Regions from separate parts of the Rattus norvegicus genome. Here all the other regions are linked to region 1. The links are chromatin contacts, called in public Hi-C maps. All regions are on one chromosome and are shown on one strand. Each heading gives the region's core, a stretch centred on a gene start, on an enhancer-like site or on the middle of the called end of the contact. The rest is flanking DNA. Distances are from core to core; before and after follow the strand shown.

Region 1 (2,700 bases), core at 68-2,567:
AAATAACTTACATTGGATGGAAAATGTTAGGAAAGTGCGGGCTAGACAATTCTGAGTCACTTCTGAGATAGCTAATGGAATATGGACTCCAGTCCACTCATTAAAGTGTGGGTTGAAACGTTGCTTTATTTTTCAAGAATTTCCATGGGAGGCACTTGGAGAGAAAAACAGGAGGTAGTCATACTAGACTGCAGCCAGAAAAGGACCTTTGAGAGCAGTGAGATACTGGCACAAACAAGATACTCCACAGCACAGACAGAGTTGGTGGGATCAGTGATTTTAGACGGCTTTGTGTCACTATTTGAACAGTAAAATGCCGTCTTTAAAAACTTCCTCTAGGTGAGTAAATGTTGCTTATAAGTTACTTTTCATTCTCTTCCAAGTTTATAAATAAAGCAGAGGTTGTCTAAAATTAAAAATATTAGATGTCTCTATTTCTTGCAAAGAAGAAAATTATTCTTAAATAGGGAATAGTTTTAGACTCACAGTTTTCTTTGTAAGAATTATTAGCTTTTATGTCAACAAATGAACACAGACAAAATAAAGTTTAAAAAGACCACTTAACTATCAGATATTACGTTAGATTAATACCCAGATACCTAATATTTGCTTCATGGGAAAACATGTCTAGTACTCTCCAAGCAATCCTCCCCAATTAGACAAGTGTCAACTCCATCTGGTGAGAACACATGGTAGAAAGAAGACAGTGCAAATCCTAGTACTTTCACACACTAAAGTTGCAAAACCTCTAAAAAGAAAAAAATAGCATCTAATGCCAGAGATTATGTGATAGATACACACACACACACACACACACACACACACACACACAAGCAATCCATGTTGAAGTACAATCAAACATGTGTAAAAACAGCTGCAGAAAGCATTGTTAGACCTCTACAGATGTCAAATTCACATCTTTTACTCATCTCACTGCAAAGTGTTTGAAATTGTGGGGATGCTCCGCCACTTCAAACAAATATTTTCCTTCAGCTTTGTAAATTAACAACAAATTCATTAACTTCAATTTTGCTATTTGGATTTTAAACTTATCATTCACCTAAGGATGTCCCAGATATTTCAAAGATTGTGAAATAGAGTTATATTTCACCCTTTATGAAACTATTTAACAATTTCCAATTTTGGGTACCACATACCCCAAGAGACAGCGAAAGAACACTAGGGACTTCAACAATACCCAAGAACAACTTTGTGGAAAGATCAGAAAGGAAATGATGCCCCCTGCTGTTTACGAGGTGACAAAGGCCCAGCAGGACTTGCTCTGGATGTGTGAGTCATGAACACACAGAGAGAGGCTGAGTGCTTTCCTCCAGTACTTTCCTTGCAGCACGCAGTAACACACTTATGACCAGAAGGACATGACCAAACTACTACAGACAATTCCAGCTTTTGTCTTTCTCTGCATTTTACAAAGGTGTGAACTTGCCTGTCTTGCCTTTGATCTTTAAAACATCTGAAGGTGATATGTGCTCATCAATATGATTGTGTAATAATTCAAGAGTATTGCTTGCTCTGTTTATTAGTGATGACTGCCTAGAGACAGAACAAGAACTATCTGAAGAAGTACTTCTGCCTTTGCCCAGAAGAGAAACTAGTAAAACGTGAGAAGACCAGAACTTAGAGTTTTTAAATGACCTAATATTGGTTTCATATAACTCTGAAAAGTTCATATAACTCAACATATATTTTACAATAATTGATAAGTGACATCTATACACTCCTATTGATCCAAGGTACACATATGATTAAGACTCTGAACTTAGATGACTCACGTCAAATCTCACCAGCACGAGTAGCTATTTGGGTTCAGATTGTTTGCTCGGTTTTTATGCCTGCTCTTCCTTATCCACAAAATATGAGTAACATTTGCAGCTACCTCATTAGGCCGAATAGAATACAACATAGAGATAAGGACATTTAGCATGAGGGATTAAAAGTATAAATATTACACATCATTTTATTTCTTCAAAACTCATTGCAATGATTTTTGCGAAACAAAATTTTCATAATAAAATAATTAAAATACTCAGTAACAATCAAGAGATAAATATCTGGGGCTGGAGAGTTGGCTCTGAGATTAAGGGCACCAGCTCCACGTGGCAGTTCAGAACCATCTGCAACTCCAGTTCCATTGTATTTCATGACCTTTTCTGGCCTTGATGGGAACTATGCACATGTGGTGCACAGACATACTTCCAGGCAAAGCACCAATACATAGAAATTAAAAATAAGATATTCTTCTCAAAATAGAAAAAGGATTTAAATATTTCTGAGTAGGAAAGAGCATTTTCTCTTCATAGACACCTTCATAGCTACTTTAATCAGAAAAAAATTCTTAGTGAGATATAGTTGGATAAATAACATCTCATTGTAGACTTATGTCTAATGTGCGGAGTGCAATTTCTTGTACTGTTTTCAGTCCTCAGTTTAGACTTTTCTGATGAGTGTCTGAGACTATAATGGTCAAGATTAATTTTTTCTTTTTGTACTGTCAAGGCTAGATCCTCAGGGGACACTTGGTCTTGAGAGGAACCTCAAGCTTCTCTAGCCTTCCTTTTACCAGCTGTCCATCAAATTGAGACTTGATCAAAGCCCTTGATCAGTCTCACTGTGTCTTCTCCTAAAAGTGTGGGAGTCTTTCCTCTGCATTGGCTTTCTACTGGTAGAAAATATTTTTGA
Region 2 (2,700 bases), core at 130-2,629, 180 kb after region 1:
AATGAGAACCTTTTATCCAACCAAGATGTCAGCCCTAAACACACATACATCTGAGCAATGCTAAATGGACTCATTCATTACTCTCTCTCTCTCTCTTTCTCTCTCTCTCTCTCTCTCTCTCTCTCTCTCTCTCTCTCTCTCACACACACACACACACACACACACACACACACAGAGGCAGGCACATATACACACATATGCATACAATCATATACACATGCATGCCATGTTAAAGGAGTGGGGGACATATTAGAGTTTGGGAGGTGTAGGGAGCATGGAAATAACACAAATACAATACTCATATAGGACAGTCTTTAAAAACACCAAAATTTGTAAAAGAGTGAGAACTTTGAATTACTTTCCCCCACCATACTGAAGACTGACTCTGGGACTTCCCATTTATAGACAAACACCCTACCACTGAGTATCTTTATTTTGAAACAGTTTCATTACATTGTCTAAGTAGCTTTTGAGCTCACATTGTTGGCAGCTTCAGCATCCCAAGAAGATTCTACCAGCCTAAGCCATGAGGTCCGCATGTCAAAAAATATCTCTGAAAAGTGAAAGGGAACGAGGGAAACAGGAATAAGAGGAGGAAACTGAGAGAAAAGAAGATAGTTGGCTCAGATCTGCCTACAAGTTGTAGGCCTGCCTGGGCACCAGAGGTGGCTATGATGAGCCTAGATAATTTAGTGAGACCTTATTTCAGAATAAAAGTAAAGAGAGGGCTGAGGCAGTAGCTCAGTGGTAGAGTTCTTGCCAGGCACGCATGTGCCCTGCCCAGTACTTTAAGATTGTAGTTCCATTAATTTTACTTTTGGAGGCAAATTACTGGAAACATAAGTCTTGTGGAAACACAAGATTAGAAATGTGCTTATATTGATCATCAACCGAGTGTAACACTGGAAGACACTTAAAATACACATTACATTGTAGGTCTTTAATATTTGCAAATGGGAACAATCAAGAAGTCATATACATATTGCACAAACACCTACTCCCATTAACCTTGCAAAATAGGAATCAGAACTATTATCAGATGAAGAAGATCTAGGTTGGCTTTTAGTAAAACTTGCATTACTGAGCTTCCTAAACAACAACAACAACAAAAATAGACAAAGCTGTAAGTTTATAGAGATAGAAAGAAAAACATGCTGGTGCTAAGGAAGTTTCAAATAGATTCCAACATTTATTTGGGGCAACTGTTTCCCAGGAATGAATTGCTTCACAAGAATGAGGTCAAACACACTGGATAGTTCTCTTGAGGCCTTTTCTATTCAAAGGGCTTTCAAAATGAAATGGGAGTGGAGGAAGAGGCTAGGCTATGATGCTTCCCTGAGCCAAATGCACTCTCAAAGCCTGAACATCTGTTTCAGTTTACATAGCTGAAGCCTGACATTGCACATGGAAATTAAACCCAGGCACCGTGCCGAAAACGCAGCCTGTCTGCAAAAGAGCCACATGCCCTATCTACAGCTGGAATGGGTAGAAATTCACCTCCTACAGAGCATAATATCCTGTGAGCCACCAGTGACCCCACTCTCAAAACCTAAATGTCACCAAACACCATTCTACCTCTCATGAAACTTTTATGGTAGAGAGAGAAAGGCCAGGAAGGAGTATTTGGTTATGATGTGGAAGCACTATAGAATTTAAGATACTTTCCTCTAGAAAGGGAATTTAAAAGCCAAGTATCTAATTTCATTACTTTAGACTAAGAAATGCCAACTCTATTTCATTCTACCAAGTTTCTTCATTAATTAGGTAGATAAATAGAATACTTTTCTGCTTGACAAAATATGCAAATCTTCAAAAATAATCATGTGCCTCTGCTGCCCTCGTGTGGTCATATTGTGTCCCTACAGCTGTAGTTTAAGAATTTAAGCAGTGGCTTCGTTTATGAAGCCTTTTTTTTTTTTTTTTTTTTTTTTTTTTTTTGCCTCATATTTCAGATAAGAAAGAACGATTAAGAACTTGAAAAATATTATTATTCACAGATAATTTGTGTACAATAGTAAGAAGTAGTAAACAGCACAAGAAGACCTTATTATCTGGGTCAAAACATGAGGAAATCGAGTAATGTGTACCAGTTCAAGAGTTAACTGAAAAACTGGAAGGCAATGAGCCACTATCCATCGAAAGTATTTTAATGTTGTGAGCAGAAACTAAGTAGGTTTGAAAAAACACAGAAAAGAACTGATAAGCTGCATACCCTGGGGAGAGGCTGCAATGACTGGTAAACGGAAGGGAGTCATGCAGGTTGCAAAGTAAGGGCAGACATCTCCAGTCATCATAGAAGTTTATTAAATCAAGGAAAAGAAAAGGAATTATAATGGTAAATCAAAAGAGTTTATGGCCGACTTTTACTACGCCTAGTCACAGAAAGGCAACATGTATTTATTTAATAGTAGACCTACTCCCTTGGTCACATAAGTATCTACGAATTTACATAAAAATAATTTATCTCCAAAACTGAAAATAATCTAGTAGGTCACATTCTCTACTCCTTCTCTCTTAGTAGGCAATTTAAATCTACAGAGCCCTTAAATCAAAGAAAACCAGCCAATGACCACACTCCACCAGAAGAAATGGTAAATAATATGTTTAAAAGGCTAAAGGGGGGGGGGTGAGCAGATGAGAAACCTTCTCTTGGCATTTTACTGAGGTACAAGTCCTGTTCTGACAAGGTACACTCAGAGA
Region 3 (2,700 bases), core at 155-2,654, 190 kb before region 1:
TTAGTCTAACACACTTTAAAATTTAAATTAATAAATGTTTAAGTTTTCTAAAACAAAATGAATGTAAACAATTTAATGAGAATCAGGAAATCATTATGTAGACATTTTACTGATAAACATAAAATGAACTATAATTAGGAATACATTAAAATATACCTTATATTTCCAATTAAACTTAATCATATAAATTCTGTGTTAAGGTAAGCAAATGTTCTGTGTATCATCATTTTCTTCCATCTGCCAGACTCCTCTCAGGCAGCACTCTGCATAAAAGTACTTGTGGATGGCCACTAGGTGGCAAACTTTAAACGTTCACATGAAGAAAAGCTACATATTCCACAAGAACTTTTTATCTCCCATGGGTTAGCAATTTGATGCACAAACACATGCACATGTATTGTGGAATGTTACAGCTGCAATAACTTGTATATGTGTTACTTTACAGATGATTCCTTAGATATTATGTGCATTTGTACTTAACGTTCCATTGAATGTTCATCTCCAGATAAGTGTCTAGTTTGTCAACATGAAGTAACCTGGATAATAATGTACTTTAAGATCAAAGACTTTTGAGTGTGAAGCAATTTGAATAATACATTGTAAACCAGGAACTTTTGATAAGAGAATCGCGGTGGTCACTGGCTTCATGAGTTTCTAACAAATTAGTATTGCTCAATGAAGTACACTTGTGCATAGATTTGGCAGCATTAAGTCATTTGTATTGCAACAATTAGAAGAGAAAAAAGGGTATTACTGGCCTCTGGTATGTAGAGCCGACAACAATCCCACAACATAAGGGGTTATCTGGATCAAGACTTTTATACTGTTGAGTTTGAGAAACCACACACTGTATAGTGTCAATGATCTGTATTGTTCGATAATAATAAAACTGCAATGAGTTTTATAGCACTCCTTATTGTGACAGTAAAGACCTCAATCCAGCAAACACCTCCAAGGAGTATTGTGTCCTGAATCAAAATCTTCTACCTATCGGTATTCTGTGGTGTGCTTGTAGCTAGAAATTAGTGATATTTATACCAAGGCAATCAGCAAAAGTTACAAATCAGAAGAAGAAATTAAGGAATGCTAATTATTAACCTGCCATCACATATCCCTCCACTGCTAGGACTATCAGAGTAATGTATTCATACCAGAAAATGGGTAGGAAAGATTGTAGGAGCTAGAGGGGTCAAGGGCACCAGGAGAACAGAGTCCACAGAATAAACTAAACAGGGCTCACAGGGGCTCAAAGAATCTAAAGCAGCAACCATGGATCTTTAATGGGTCTGCACTGGGATATCTGCATACCTGCTGTGGCTGTTTAACTGGGGTTTTCTGTTGTTGTTGGACTCTGAACAGTGAGAGTGGGAGCATCTGACACTTTTGCCTGATTGTGGAACATTTTTCCTCCTACTGGATTGCATCATCCAGCCATAGTATGAGGGGTTATGCCTAGGCTTATTGCATTTGTTATGCTTTGTTCAGTTGATATCACTGGGAAGGTGCTCTTTTCTGAAGGAAATAGAGGAGTAGATTTTGGGACGGGGGGAGTTGAAAGGAGGAGGAGGAGGAGATGGAAGAAGAGAAGAAGAGGAAGCACAAGAAGAAGAAGAAGAAGAAGAAGAAGAAGAAGAAGAAGAAGAAGAAGAAGAAGAAGAAGAAGAAGAAGAGGAGGAGGAGGAGGAGGAAGAGGAGGAGGAGGAGGAGGAAGAGGAAGAGGAAGAGGAAGAAGAGGAAGAAGAGGAAGAAGAGGAAGAAGAGGAAGAAGAGGAAGAAGAGGAAGAAGAGGAAGAAGAGGAAGAAGACGACGGTGCCCATTGTAGTTGACCTATGCTCTTTTAAATAACTACTTTCCATTATTTTTATATCCACACACAGAATTATATCTGATCAACATTCTCTACCATGGGACTAAGATAGAAAACAACTATCTCAGTATGAAAGACAAAAAGGGAGAGCGGCTGGAGATTAGATTCATTGTTTTCTAACTAGGAATTCTGAATGTGCAATCATTACTTCCATAGCAACTTCCATGTATACATTGGGCAGTGTCATCAAATATATATAATGTACAAGTACATTGGCAAAACAGTCTTTTTTGTGTGTAACCACCCAGACCCCACCCAATAGAATTCAACTTCTGCCTGTCATTTTCATTCTCTAGTGACCCCTGAAGAGCTAAAAGCTTTTAAACTACTAATACTGTGAAGTAAGTCAGTGGGACAGCAATGGAGAGTGTGCGACAGAATGAAAGAATATCATTTCTTCCCCCACATGTGGTCCCAACTTGCTTGGGGGCACTGACATTCACCTATAGGCCTCCAAATCCCATCCCTACCCTAATGACAGCTCCACTGTAGAAGTGTCCCATTCTTGGTGAAATATGTAAAGGTCTTTTAAGGAAAATAGCAGCAAGTATTCATAATTGTGTGACCTAAAATATATTCTACTCACATAAGTCCTGCACGGCCCCCTTGCTTATCTGTTTCTTCCACTTACATACTGACAAAAGCACATTTAAACAGCTAAACTTCCACTGAGAATTGAATTTTAGTAGCTACAATTAGATATAAAAAATAAATGACATTAATATTTTTCTAAATAAATAATAGCCATAAAATTTAATTCAGTCATTCAAAATAGGAAATACCTTCTATTTTAGAGGGAAATGTAAGAAAAATACAATTACATGGAGAAAAT

Evidence for each region. A called contact is a pair of places that touch in the nucleus more often than the background predicts.
Region 2: a contact with region 1 is called in a Hi-C map of the A7r5 cell line, with 8 times the contacts expected there. The contact joins two enhancer-like sites. A contact is called at or near these places in 3 of 12 Hi-C or Micro-C datasets (the A7r5 cell line, the Rat2 cell line and Schwann cells).
Region 3: a Hi-C map of mammary epithelial cells shows a contact between it and region 1, with 6 times the contacts expected there. The contact joins two enhancer-like sites. A contact is called at or near these places in 10 of 12 Hi-C or Micro-C datasets (the A7r5 cell line, the Rat2 cell line, Schwann cells and 6 more).

Annotation. Positions count from the first base shown.
Region 1 is chr9:55,185,949-55,188,648 of GRCr8, forward strand. All of the region lies in intron 1 of LOC134480367 (a long non-coding RNA gene), which reads right to left. Among named protein-coding and RNA genes, the nearest start is that of Col5a2, 97 kb to the left of the region's middle. Within about 2 kb of position 1,318, at least 7 of the 93 cell types and tissues checked have an H3K27ac peak or open chromatin away from gene starts, as enhancers often do.
Region 2 is chr9:55,363,657-55,366,356 of GRCr8, forward strand. No RefSeq gene overlaps it. Among named protein-coding and RNA genes, the nearest start is that of Wdr75, 30 kb to the right of the region's middle. Within about 2 kb of position 1,380, at least 19 of the 93 cell types and tissues checked have an H3K27ac peak or open chromatin away from gene starts, as enhancers often do.
Region 3 is chr9:54,993,582-54,996,281 of GRCr8, forward strand. All of the region lies in intron 6 of Col5a2 (collagen type V alpha 2 chain), which reads right to left. Among named protein-coding and RNA genes, the nearest start is that of Col5a2, 95 kb to the right of the region's middle. Within about 2 kb of position 1,405, at least 3 of the 93 cell types and tissues checked have an H3K27ac peak or open chromatin away from gene starts, as enhancers often do.